4 separate regions of the Zea mays genome follow, and regions 2, 3 and 4 are each linked to region 1. The links are chromatin contacts, called in public Hi-C maps. All regions are on one chromosome and are shown on one strand. The core of a region is the stretch at or near the end of the contact, and the rest is flanking DNA. Distances in the headings are between cores, read along the strand shown. Region 1 holds the start of LOC100279616 (Putative disease resistance RPP13-like protein 1). Region 2 holds the start of LOC103635655 (obtusifoliol 14-alpha demethylase). Region 3 holds the start of LOC100193903. Region 4 holds the start of LOC100278816 (putative mediator of RNA polymerase II transcription subunit 26b).

Region 1 (3,544 bases), core at 713-3,212:
CAAGATGTTTAAGCATGTATATAGTCTTGGGAAGTTTGTTAGTTATACTGCATATAGCTAGGTAATGAAGATGTACCAACTGATTAATGCTTTCTGGCAATTCTACAATATCAGATCCACTCAGATCCAGGACCCGCAAGTTCTTAAATTTGGCCAGAAGTTTTCTAGGGAAATGACCTGAAGATAACGATGAGCTTCTGAGGACTAACAATGTTTGCAGCCTTCCCAACCTGTATTTGCTCTTCAGCTGTGGTAAATAATCGGTTGAAACAGACAGATGACGAACTGTTGGTGGAATCACAACAGGGATGCCCTCGTTGATTTTCATACAATCATGAGCAGAGAAGTGCTGTGCCAAAATGTGCATTAGGTCATCAAGGAAGTAATATGTTTGCTGGTCTTTATTTGCAGTACCAAAGAAGGATCGTGATAGGAGATCATCAAAGTATTTTTGCCCTAATTCTTCCAGCCCTTTCCCTTCTGCTGATGATTGAATGAAACCGAGAGCTATCCACATATTGACCAACTGAGAGCGACTGAACCTCCAAGTTGATGGAAATATGCTGCAGTATGCAAAGCAGCGCTGGAGATGACCCGGCAAGTGTTTGTAACTGAGTTGGATGGAAGAGATAATGATATCATTACTAATTTCTGTGTTCACCAGGGTTCTCCATTTCCGTGTGCTCCTGGTGCTCCTTGCCATTTGCCCAATAGCTTTAGCAGCTAAAGGTGAGCCCTTAACCATTGCAACAAGAGTTCCTGCAACCTCTTGCAACTCAGGTGGAAAATCCATGGTTTCTCCACCCAAAGCAACTTCCTTCAACAGCAACCAACAATCACTGCTTCTTAATCCATCAAGCGAAACCAAATAACCCGCATTCAGAACCTCAGCTACTAGTTTCATCCGAGTGGTCAACAAGACCTTGCTCCCAGTTGTGGCAGATCTAAGTGGCACCAACACTCTGTTCCAAATGCTCCTATTCTCCTTCTCGGTTTTACCCTCATCAATCCAAACATCGTCAAGTACCAGGAGGAACCTCTTACGTGCAACCAGATTCTCAAACTTCTCCTGCAAACTGTCTAAACTGGCAAGACCGTCATCACACGGTTTATCATCTGCACAACCAATGGACTGTAAAATCTCCCTGGTGAGCTCGGCCTCATCTGATCTGTCCCAGACGCAGACCCAGGCTCTCAGATCGAACCGCGCTTCAACCCTCGCATCGTTGTACACGCACTGAGCGACCGTGGTTTTGCCGATGCCTCCATGGCCAACCACTGCAATAACCGGAGATACCGGACGGCATGTTTCCTCGCAATCGTCGACGAGCCTGGAGATTATGGAGTTGCACTCCTCCCCACGCCCGAGTACCTTCCGCTCCGCGAAAACGGAGCCGGTTACCCTGTTCGGCGACCGCACACCGTAGATGGCCGCAGCGCTGCCAGGTCGCAGACGCTCCGAATCGTCGCGGGCGCGGTTGAGCCTCTCCGTCAGCCGCCTCAGCTTCCGTCCGGGGCCACGGAACGTGGCGTATACGCAGGCCGAGAGCGGAGGGCCGATCTGGCGCCGGCGGTGGAGCTCATCTAGGATGCTCTCGGCGTCGGCCACCGCGTCCCTGAGCTCGAAGAGCCAGGCGTGCAGGTCGGGCACCTCAGGGTCGCCGGGCGTGAGCCACCTCCAGCGCTCGAGCTCGCGGGCTACGGGTTGGATCCGAAGGAGCGCCGCCGCGAGAGCACCCAGGTCGTTGCGGGGCCCGACGACGGCACGGGAGAAGGCGCTGGCGCGATCGGCGAGCGCCGCGACGTCCTGCGACACGGGCCACGGCGCGGGGGCAGGCATCGGCGCGAATTGGAGGCTGCGTCGCGATCGCGACGGATCCCGTGGGTTTGCGCCGGTGAGAGGATGGGGATTGGGGAATTGACGGATTCTCCCTTGGTCGTCGCTTTCGTGTGGCTTTCGCACTGTGCTGTGGTCTAACGTAGCGAGGATCGGGAAGCCGGGACCAGAGAAGCAGAGATGGTAACAGCTACCTAAAATCCAACGCGGCTTTTACTAGTGAGTTAACCTCTGTTTCAAAGAAATAATTGATAAAGTTGATAGCGCAGAATTGTGAAACTTTAGATGGCATTTAGATTAAAATTATTTTTTCAAACTATTTTAATTTATATTATAGACTATAGTTTCACAGCTTGAATCTAAACAGTCTCAAACAGACCCTAAATATATGAGTGGTCTTCAACTTATCAAGTGATACTACTTGGCCTCTTCTCTTTGCATGTCAAAGATTTTTATTCTTCTAAGCACACCATTTGCTATGAAATACTCGAACTTCTTGTCTTCAATCAAAGTCACAATAGTCTTATTCCTTGGTGAATAAGCCTCTAACATGATTTTAATGACCTTGTGATCATTGATTTTATCTCCACGAAGACCTCTAATCTTCCAACAATGACCATCAATCTATCAAACATGTCTTGTGGCCCTTCATTATCGATGATTACAAATTAGTTGAGCTTTGCCATCAATAATTCAATCTTTGATTGCCTTACTTTGTCAACCCCTTCATGAGCAATATGCAAAGTATCCTATATTTTTTTTGGCAAACTCTAAACCCACAACTTTGTTGTATTCTTCCCCACTCAATGCACTCAACATGGCACTTGCGGCTTGAGCTTTAAGATGAATGTGATGGTACTCAAGTGAGTTGGATTGCTAGGATTAAACAACTCATACACACCATTCTTAACAATCTTCCAAAGCTCTAGATGAAGACCTATAAGATAATCCTTCATATTGTGCTTTCACTTGGTAAAGTTAGTCCCATCTAAATGAGATAACTTGCTTGCATGTACATTTATGGGAGTTGTCGAATCAAGGTTAGACATAGGGAATATGGCTCCATAAGTTTTCTTGATATTGTCACCCATTGCTTTGTTTTTTCTTGTCATTCTTGGAGATCAAATAAGATTTATCATCATCTCCATCTTTGATGCTACTTGTTTCATCTTCACTTGTGGCACTCTTACTCTTCTTCTTTTCTTGCTTCTTCTTCTCCTCTCCTTCTCTTTTACTTTCTTCCCTTCTCAATCTTCTCCCTTATTTTGGCAGTGGAAGCGTCCTTTTGGCTCAAGTTCACCATTTCCTTTCAAATACTTTGAGACTACACACATGATCAATTTGAAAACATTGTTAGTCTCAAAAAGGTCAACTTATAGACTATCCTCCCCATAAATGTGTGCATCAATTTCACTTGGACTTATGAGATCGAGGGATGATATCTACAACTTGACCATAGTATAAACATGAATATAAATAAAGAAAAGAAACAATAGTACCAAATGAATAACATGATCAAAGGTATAACAAAAATGTGCAATGTGTGCAATCTTTAATCCAGGTTTCGAGAATCTACGATGTTTAGCTCACTCAACTCACAAAATCACTTTTCATCAAGGGGCTTGGTGAAGATATCGGCTAGCCGATTTTTGGTGCTCACATGGTTTATGGCGATATCTCCCCTTTGCGAGTGGTCTCTCAGAAAGT
Region 2 (3,176 bases), core at 13-2,512, 140 kb after region 1:
CCTCTTTTTTGCACAAATCACACGTGATTAGATGGATAACCACGCACGAGATAAGGATAATCATCTGAATTAATCTGATCGCGGGGCCGCGGACCGTCCGGGCCCTAAGGCCCGACCGTCCGTCACTTTTGGTGCTCAACATTAACAACTAATTAGATCCCCTAACCCGTCATTATCATCATTGTCACGTACGAGTTCGATGTGCCTGGCGGATCAAGTTCTATACGGGTAGGCAAGAGTTGGTATCTCCGGATCGAAGGCGACATTATAATCTTTTTAGATGTGGATATCCTTCGTAAACAGACTATATTATATTAGTTTTATACTAAGTCAAGTATTATTTCTTTGACCATCTATTTTTTTAAAAAAAAATCTTACAACTCCAAAATACACGAATTATGTAAGTTGTTAAGAAAGTGTATATAGTGAATCTAACAATATAAATCTTATGTCGTGAACTTATATAAATTATGCAGAACGATGTTTAACTGAAGACAAAAAAATTACGCCATGTAAAAAATGGTGGGGGTAGGTGGCTCCAAACTGTCAGTGCGGATGTTCGTCGTCTCTGAATCAACAATTAAAGTAGAATGACTCGGTTAATTAATGGCAAATCAATATATATAATTAACGAAACTGTGCCGGCTTGTTTGGCTGTTAGTCCGTCACATATACGACAACAACGATACAGAGGTATCAAATGAATGCAGTTTTAGAATCAACATCACCAATCTTCTGGCCTACTCCCTTGTCCAAATTACCCCTCCGTCTCATAATATAAAGCATAATCACATTTTGTTCTTGTCCCACGATATAAGACGTGCTATCTCTATATACACATACATCGATGCAATGATATAGAGAGAATTAAATGTATTTTTTAGTCTTTAAACTAGGGATGATCATATTCACACCTTATATAATGGGATGGAGGGAGTAGCTTTGATCGATGTTTTTTTTCTTCGAAGCACAGGTAAACTCTTAATACAATTATAGTCTTGTCAAAATATTTTTAAGACAAATGAGTGCATATGACTGTTAGGTTTCAAAACTAAATAACAAAATATATTTGTAGTTAAAGTTTTATAAATTTGACTCAAGTCGACTTGTAATTTAGACCTGAAGGGATGGAGGGAATAAGTCACTATCACAACTGGAAGAAACGAAAAGGCTTTGCCGGCTTGGTTAATGAGAAATCAACTTATTTAATCAGTAAAAACTTTGTCGACTTGTATATATGGAGGCTCTGCGCTACTGACTTATGGTGGCTGCATTCTTTTGGTTCCTCTTAAGACTGTCGTCGTCCTTTCTGTTGGCACTGGTTAATCCACCTCATTATATATGTGGTAGCGTACTATATCTCTCAGTCTCCATAACTTCTTTGCTACTACTACTAGTCTATTATCAACGAACTCATGCTTGATCAGGTTCTTGCAGATCGTATACATCGTCAACCTGGTTGGCTCCATCAATCACTGATTACAGCGACATGGATGCTGTGTGGTTCACCGTCTCTTTCCTCGCCATCGCCGCCATAGCCACCAAGATCATCGCAAAACGGCGAGCTACGACGTCTGCCCCAAGAAGCACCATACCAGCTCCGCCAGTCGTGGAGGGCAGATCCCTCGTGCGGTTCGTGCACACGCTTTTTACCAAAGGTCTGCGAGCCACGATCCACGACGAGCACGCGAGGATGGGGAGCGTGTTCACCGTAAGTTTCTTGGGACTGATGAAGACGACGTTCCTGGTGGGGCCAGACGTGTTGAACCATTTCTACAACGGGCCGGAGTCGGATATCAACCATGGCAACATGCTCGACTTCATGGTGCCCATGTTCGGCAAGGAGGTCGGGTACGGCGTCGATTTCGCCACCCGGTACGAGCAGATCCGCTTCTACAGCGATCCGCTGAAACGCCCTTCCAAGCTCAGGATACACGTCGACCCCATCGTCCAGGAAGTAGAAGTATGTTTTCTGTCTGTTATTAACTTATATTATTATTCGTGCGTTTCTTTTTTTTAAATTAATTATCATCATCATAGGGTTACTTTGCAAAATGGGGAGAGGAAGGCACAGTGGACCTGAAGCACGAGTTCAGCCAGCTGCTGATGCTGATATCAAGCCGGTGCCTGCTCGGGAAGGAGGTCCGCGAGAAGATGTTCGACGAGATGCACGCTCTGTTCCACGAGCTGAAGAGCGGCATGCGCCTGTCCAGCGTGCTCTTCCCCTACGCCCCCACGCCGACGAACCGCCGGCGCGACAGGGCGCGCGCCAAGCTGTTAAAGATATTCAGCGAGGTCGTGCGGTCCCGGAGGAGGCGGGGCGAGGAGGAGAAGGAGAAGGAGGAGGACGTGCTGCAGAGCCTGATCGATTCCAGGTACAAGGACGGGCGGGCCACGACCGAGGAGGAGGTCACCGGCATGATCATCCTCCTGGTCTTCGGCGGGATGGACACGAGCACGCTCGCCAGCACCTGGACCGGCGCGCGCCTGCTCAGCACCCCGGCGGCCATGGCTGCCGCGGTCGAGGAGCAGAGGCGGATCCTCACCGACCACGGGCACGGGGACCGCGTCGGCTACAGTGAATTCATGCAGATGACCACCCTCCACTGGAGCATCAAGGAGGCGCTGAGGATGCACCCTCCGTCGGCGGTGTTCTTCCGCAAGGCGCGGAGGAGCTTCGGCGTACGGACGAGAGACGGCCGCGAGTACGAGGTCCCGGGTGGGCATACGGTGGCGAGCCCCGTGCTGTTCAACAGCCACCTGCCTAGCGTGTACAAGGACCCCGACGTGTACGACCCGACCCGGTTTGGGCCTGGGAGGGAGGAGGACAGGGCCGGCGGTAAGTTCACCTACGAGGCGTTTAGCTGCGGGCGGCACAGCTGCGTCGGCGAGGCGTACGCGTATCTGCAGATCAAGGTGATGCTCAGCCATTTGCTGAGGAACTTCCAGCTCGAGCTCGTGTCCCCTTTCCCTCAGACAGATTGGGGGAAGCTGGTGCCTGAGCCTAAAGGGAAAGTGATGGTCAGGTACAAGAGGCAGCGCCTGCTCTCAGTGCCTAGCTAGTAGAAGATGGCTAGTACAAGAAGAAACTAGTGTGGACGAAGCTGGGGATGTGTGTGTTTATCGGCCTGTACTGTAGCATGTGTAATTATGTTTGCCTGTTTAATCTCTATGGC
Region 3 (3,578 bases), core at 556-3,055, 250 kb after region 1:
ATATAGATGTCTTGTACTCTTGTAGTCTTGTGTATGATTTATAATACCGGGTACCCGAATTCTACCCAAACCCAAACCCGAAATTGCGGGTACCCGAAATTGCGGGTACCCGAAAGTTTGGGTACGAGTACGAGTTCTACTGTTGAAAACCCGAAATATAAAAAACCCAAAAAACCCGACCCGAAATTTCGGGTAAACCCGAACGCCCAGTCCTAGGAGAAGGTATGAGGCGTCGAATGCTTGGCGAATAGCAGACGACACCGTTAGTGTTAAAAACTAACTTTCGAGATGCTAAGTGAATACCGTCGAAAGTTACCTTATCTTCTAAGAGGTTGTTTAGTCACCGTCAGAAGTTAGGCGCTTCCAGTTGACTACGGCTGTCGGTCAAAGCCCTACGAGTTAACTTTCGAGAGCCCGCACTAAAACCGTTGGAAGTTGTCTCGCAGTACCACTCGGAAGTTATGCTAACTTCTTAGAGATTGCAGTACCCTTTCAGAAGTTATTAACTTCCTAACGTTTCTATAGAAAGCAGTAGAAAAATAGTAAGCCGTAGGAAATTTACATTTTTTATGTAGTGTTGGTCAAAAAATTATAGGACATCCTTTCAAGTGCCCCAAATATACTACACCACAGTGGGCTGTCCTATAATCTAGATTTAAAACTTCGTTGTCGGAGTAGAATATTTTATTGGTGTCCTAAATTCTATAAATTATATTCATTTTTAAGTTATAGTCATTTTTTATAGTTCACGCATTGGAGATGCTATAACCAAAGTATCCTAACAAGACCTTATTTGGATATCTCTTACTAGGGATGGATTCGGATCGGATACGCATGGAAACAGATTCGAATGTCACTATTTACCATATTTTAATTCGAATACGGATACGAATACGAATACTATCGGATACGAATACAAAACAGATAGTTCGAATTCGGATTTATATTCGGATACTTACTTGATTTAGAACATAGCATCATAACAAGTATTAATTTGTTTTATCGATGGATTTATAGTTGATAAAAATCACATTACAAGCAAATTATGAACAATAGTACATATACATTATTTAGTTGAAACTTAGTTGAATATCATATTTTTAAATAAAATATTTATATTTTGGACTCTAATTATAATCTTTTTGTATATTAAGTATTTGTATTTTGGACTCAAACTCCAATAATCTAATGTATTCAAAATTATAATTTTTAATATTATTAAAATTTATCATTGTATATCACTAGTACTGTAAGATTAACACGGTCATTTGTTTATGATATAAATATTTTTAACATTTTAAATAGTGTACTTCAGTTTTTAGTATATTATTTAATATTTAAAATCACTTGTAATTAGTAATTAGTAATAAAAGTAAGTTTAAATTGATTTTATTAAGTGCTTTTTTCTTTCGGATACGAATAGTATCGGATATTTCACGGTTTTGTCGAATGTTGTCGAATACGAATCTTAAATCGGATAGAGAAGAAACGAATTCGGATATGTCTATTTAACATCCATATTAAAATCGAATACGAATACGGATATCCATATTAGCGCTTTATCCGAATACGAATACGGATATTTCGGATCTCCAGACATCCGAATCCATCCCTATCTCTTACCCCTCCCCCCTCTCCTGCTCTCCCTCCCCCTTTGACCCTCCCCCTTGACCCTTCTCTTCCTCTTTCCGTCGCCGCTCCCATCAATCTTTTCCCTCCTCTCAGCGTTACCAAGGGCTATAACAAAACGACGACGACGACGAAAGAGATGCGATAAGATCTCGTTTGGGCCCTCAGCGGGATTACTTCGGAGCCCGTTTACACATGTCCAGCCCAGCTTTGTCTCAGGCCTTAATAGCCCAGCTCTGCCCGAGACGCCCTCCCACGGTCGTTTGTGTTTCCTTCTCCGTCAGCCGCGCCGCCGCCCGCCTCCCCAACTGTCAGGCGCCGCGATGGAGGCTCTCCACGAGGAGATGCCCTTCGACCTCGACTTCCACCCGTCGTCTCCGCTCGTCGTCACCTCCATCATCACCGGAGAGCTCTGCCTGTACGCCCTCCGCACCGCACAAACCGAAACTCCAAGCTTCCCGTCCCAGTTTGCTTGTTCTAACGCTTTTCCAATCTGGTTGGTTTCACAGGTTCCGCTACGGCCCGGAGTCGCAGCCTGAGAGGTACATACGGAAGCTCTGTTATTGCTCATGATCTGTTAGTTTCGCACTTAGAATTCCGCCTCGCGGCGCTCGGCACTGTGTTGCTTTGTTTGCAGCATCGGATTAGTGTTCCTTGGTCTTTGATTAGGCGTGCACAAAGTTTCTATAACTATGTAGTCTCTATCTACGGAGGACATATCCTGTGCAATCACTCATTTGGTGCAAGCGTGCAACCAAACCATCCAGAGCATCCAATCTAGATCCAACGGTTTCATATGAAAGGGGTTAAAAGTAAAATAGGTATTATGTTTCAGGTGGAAGGGGTTAAATGTAAAATAACAGTTATCATTAGATCTAGATTAGATGCACCAAATCGTTTGATTGCACGCTTGCACCAATATAAGTGATTGCATAAGATATTTCCCCCTATCCTACGGGCCTGAATTGAATTGCAAAAATAGAAATGCCATGTGGTTAGTGCATTCCGTGATTCTGGAGTCTTTGATTGAGGCTATGCACTTATGCTTTGGCAATCCGAAGGTTGATTCCAACCTTAGAGATTGACATTCACTTCGTTCTTGTTTGATACTAAGGTTACTTTTGTTAAAAGCCCACAAGGAGTCATGCAGAGCTGTTCGTTTTGTGGACTCAGGAAAAGGTAATGTCTTTTGTTATTGAATTCTGTTATATACCTGCCAGCCTGTGTACCCGCTTGCACTGCATGTCATAGATCGTTCTGATCTTTGTTTCTTACTCTGTTATGTTTCAAACACGATACTACAAAGTTAGCAGCTTTAAGCTGGCAATGACAATCTGGGACTAATTGGGAGGCAGCACACCTTGATACACCCTGTTGCATGCCTTATGTCCTCTAACCGTATCCTGATGATTTCCTTGATGTTGTGGTTTTGTTCAGTGATTTTGTCAGGGTCAGCTGATTGCTCAGTTCTTGCCTCAGATGTAGAATCGGGCAAGGCCATTGCCCGCTTGGAGGATGCACATGAGTGAGTTTTGTTAGTTTTCAGTGCTAGTGTTTTATTTATTTTCTTTGTGGAACTAAACATTGGCCCATTTGTAACATGATTTTAGGAATGCCATAAACCGCCTTGTCTGTCTTACTGAATCTACAATTGCCACAGGTGATGATGAAGGCTGCATTAAGGTATGGAGCAGCAAGTCTGCTGTCCTAAGATGTATATGTGCTAAAATACAGTTCAGTTTCAATCATTTTGTTTCCAGTACCTTCACATTTTGGGGTCATATGAGGAGAAGCATTAATAAGCTTATTTATATAACAATGCTTGTGCCGAGCATACTGAAATCACTGTTACAGTAATGTTCATGTATGTCTGTTTTTGGACTTATGTGATGTTTATAAGATGGTTCCTTTTGTAGAAGAAAATGTTTTATATGCAATTATCTTCTATT
Region 4 (3,406 bases), core at 497-2,996, 220 kb before region 1:
AACAGAGAAGTAGCACTAGGGACCAAAATTGACAGAAATGAAGATGGAACTTACTCAATGAGAGTGCACACGAGGTGCCGAATCTCTCGTGAGTTGTGTTTCCGCAGCCGATTAACAGCTCTTCCAATCTCAGTAGCCTGCAATGAACAGTCCTAAGATTAAGAAACCAAACAGCCAGAGCAAACAGGGATCAACACATCAAATAGCTCATATGTACGCAATATCCATTTTGTACCTTTAGCGTAGAGACGGACAATTGCATCAACTGCAGCCTCCTCAGTGAATCGAACAAAGTGGCATCCGACTGCAGGAACAACATGATTTAGCTCAGAGGAATTCGAAGTTTAAGGACCTTATAAATAAATGAAGAAACGAGGCAGTCTGCCAGTACATGGTCTTCCTTGTGCAGGAGGAGTTCCTTGATGCGGAGGACCTCGCCGACGATCTGTGACTCCTCATCGATCTCATTGGTGAGCGCCTCGAGCTCCTCAGCGTCGTGGTCTTCCTCCCCTTCTTCAGTATCATCCGCGGCATGCTGCTGCTCATCTTCCTCCTGTTGGTCGCCATCTTCGTCATCATCATCGTAGTTGTGGCCATAGTTGCTCGCTGCGGCGCGGCGGAGGCGCTCGTCGTCAGAGTCAGAATCATCGTCCTCATCGGCGTGGCCATGGCCATGGCCGCCGCCGCCGTGGGTACCGTTGCTGCTGCTGTCGACCTTGCACTCCTTCTCGGCGACGCGGCGCACGCTGCCCTTGTCCTCCTCAACGGGAGTGGCCGGGGTGGTGGACGCCGCGGCGCTGCCGAAGGACGGCGGCGCCGCGTCGCGGCGGAGCGCGGTGAAGAGCCTCTCAGCGATGCGGTCGCGGCGGTGCAGGAAGTCCCGCGGCGCGTCGGCCGCCGCCACGAGGATGGCGTTCTCGATGACGTCGCAGATGCCAGCGCCGGCGCCACGGAAGAAGCCGCGCCACCGATCCAGCCCGTCGGCCATCGCCGCGGCCGCCACCGGTCCCCGCCGGGCCACCGTCGCCAAGATCAGCCTCCCCCGACCGCGATTCTCAGCAGCGCAGCCAAGGGCCGATGCTCCCCCTTCCTGCTTCTATCTGCTACCAAATTACGCCGCGCGCACCGGCACCAGAACCAAGAACCCAATCTCTCCCGCCCGCCCAACGGCGAATCAGATTCCCCCGAATCGGGGCCGGGGCAGGGGCAGGGGCAGGGGCAGAGTCACCAGCCAACCGATCGAGAAAACAGCGGAGGAACAAGAGCAGGGCGAATCCGGAGGCGGAAGGGATCGATCGCGAAGGAAAAAAACTAGCAGCGTGACCTTCCTCGGGCCCCACGTCCCCGTTCCTTGTCGGTTTCAACAACCTCACCGGGAGGGAGTTCCAGCGCGGCGCGGAGGTAGCCTAACCAGAGCAAATCTTATCTGGACTGCCTGGCTGACCCCTAGAGCGGAAGGAAGCGGGGAGGAAACACAGGGAAGGTGAAGTTGAAGACAGGAAGGGGATGACGATGAGACGGGCGGATAGGGACGGGGAAGGCAGGGTGCGCACACCCACGAGACCTACGCGGCTACTACTACCAAACACCAGCAACAACTAGTCTTTCTCCCATGGCCCATGCCTCGCCACCACTAGCAGCTGCAATTGCGGTAACAAACTGCAATTTACCAGAAGAAGCGAGCGAAGGGCAGCAGGACTCGGCCGTACTCAACCCGCAGGAGATGGCGGAAATGCTACGGGAGATGGGTGAGACGCGGCGTGGCTGATTCTTGTTGCGGTCGACTCGGGCGTCGGGGGGCGCCCTTTCCGGTCTCTTTCCTTCTCTCTCTCTCTGTGTTGAGGAGCAGTGCTGCTAGGTTGATGATGCTCACTCACAAAGTCACAGGGTGGTTTTCCATCATGATTATTGTTTAGTTGCGTATAATCTGAACTATTTACTATTTGGTAAAGCATATCTCTCTCGGGCCATAATTGCAAAGTCATTTGCGTACCGACTACCGAGCACAAGTATTTTCAGCACTGCACACAGCGTGTCATGTCAAATGGATGGGATGCCCTCACAAGCTTTATCATATATTTTTATTCTGTTTTCTTCATGTCGTATTTCAATGTTTAATCATTAATTTTTTTAAAAAATCCATATAAAGTCGGAACATGTACAATGTGTGTTAAATAAAAAATTTATTGTAGTGAATTTAATACAGCTTGGTGCGTGGTACTTGTTCTAGTTGATAGGTTGAATGAGACAATAAAGACGTAATTCTATATGAAACAACTGACGAGACATGAATATAACTTTTGAAAAAAAATGCTTGTCGTTGTAGGCAACTGTTGTGCATTTGTTTTTTAAAAAAAGACGGAAGACGAGTTTTTTAACACAGTCGTGCGACGCGCTGCACCTAGTACAGAGCAGGCTCTCAAGGTGGCAAAATCGTAAGACACAAGAGGTCCGCGATGCTTTGCAATACATGAGATGAGGAGTCGAATGCTATACTATAGGTTTCGCAATACATGAGATGATAACCCATGGTCGCAAAAAAACAAGAACGATAAGAATGGGTGACGGTATAATAAGTAAGATTGAACGAAAAGAGCGAGAGAGATGGAAAGAAAAAGAAGAAAAAAATCCTCTCCGGAAATCTCGGGAAAAGAAAAAAAAATACTATAGCCATCAAAATCTTACACCAAACAATCTGATGAAACTATAATAAACAGCGAAAGAAATGCATCGTCTGTTTTTGCAGTGTTAGCATCTTGATCCGAGCATCCTGGCTTATTCCCACGCCGCGCATAGATACTCCCATTTCAAAAGTGGCATGTGTTTCATGCTTTTTGTTGAGAAGGAATTCCGTCTCTGTATTTTGTCCCCTGTGCACTGCGTGCGCATCTAGCGTCTCCCACCAGTAGTGTGGGACAGTGGCTGGCTAGGGTTGTTTCGAGGTTCTTTTTTTTATTTTCATTTTTTTTAAATTTTCTACAGTAGTATGACTTACGCGGGTGTTCCATTTTGGAGTGGCTGCTGGGGTAGCCGAAGGGCCAGTCGTGTGTCCTTTTCACTAGCAACCATATGCTGGCTTCGTGTAGCAGCAGAGATAGTAGGAAGGAAAAAGGAAATGGAAGAGTATATATTAAAAAAAAGATAGATCGATAGATAGAGAGAGAGAGAGAGAGGAAACAAAAAAACTTCACTTCTCACGCACTCGAAAGAAAATCACTGGAATTGAGGGAGTTGTATATATATATGGTTGGTTGTACTATTGCACAACGGCGACCCACACAAGCCGCAGTCCTGCGACGAAACTTTTTATATCTAAAAAAACTGGAGCGTGCATCTCCCCCGCCGGGTGAGATGAGGGAAAACGACGCGTACCAGCAGGCGAGGCGAGGCGAGGAAGGAAACCGTG

The links. Hi-C and Micro-C count contacts between places; a contact is called where the count stands out from the background.
Region 2: a Hi-C map of leaf shows a contact between it and region 1, with 2.9 times the contacts expected there. The contact joins the promoter of LOC103635655 here to the promoter of LOC100279616 in region 1. A contact is called at or near these places in 8 of 25 Hi-C or Micro-C datasets (bundle sheath, ear, leaf and 2 more).
Region 3: a contact with region 1 is called in a Hi-C map of endosperm, with 4 times the contacts expected there. The contact joins the promoter of LOC100193903 here to the promoter of LOC100279616 in region 1. A contact is called at or near these places in 6 of 25 Hi-C or Micro-C datasets (bundle sheath, ear, endosperm and 2 more).
Region 4: a Hi-C map of bundle sheath shows a contact between it and region 1, with 1.8 times the contacts expected there. The contact joins the promoter of LOC100278816 here to the promoter of LOC100279616 in region 1. A contact is called at or near these places in 2 of 25 Hi-C or Micro-C datasets (bundle sheath and leaf).

What each region holds. Positions count from the first base shown.
Region 1 is chr8:106,558,668-106,562,211 of Zm-B73-REFERENCE-NAM-5.0, reverse strand. It overlaps LOC100279616 (Putative disease resistance RPP13-like protein 1), which reads right to left and starts at 1,962. Exons shown (of 1, transcript NM_001152612.1): 1 at 1-1,962. The coding sequence starts at 1,840.
Region 2 is chr8:106,419,308-106,422,483 of Zm-B73-REFERENCE-NAM-5.0, reverse strand. It overlaps LOC103635655 (obtusifoliol 14-alpha demethylase), which reads left to right and starts at 1,262. Exons shown (of 3, transcript XM_008658061.3): 1 at 1,262-1,346; 2 at 1,438-1,963; 3 at 2,041-3,176. The coding sequence starts at 1,490. The coding sequence ends at 3,063.
Region 3 is chr8:106,304,199-106,307,776 of Zm-B73-REFERENCE-NAM-5.0, reverse strand. It overlaps LOC100193903, which reads left to right and starts at 1,805. Exons shown (of 15, transcript NM_001138976.1): 1 at 1,805-2,047; 2 at 2,139-2,171; 3 at 2,744-2,808; 4 at 3,067-3,154; 5 at 3,240-3,312. The coding sequence starts at 1,953.
Region 4 is chr8:106,778,475-106,781,880 of Zm-B73-REFERENCE-NAM-5.0, reverse strand. LOC100278816 (putative mediator of RNA polymerase II transcription subunit 26b) reads right to left here and starts at 1,746. Exons shown (of 9, transcript NM_001323007.2): 1 at 392-1,746; 2 at 236-304; 3 at 55-137. The coding sequence starts at 988.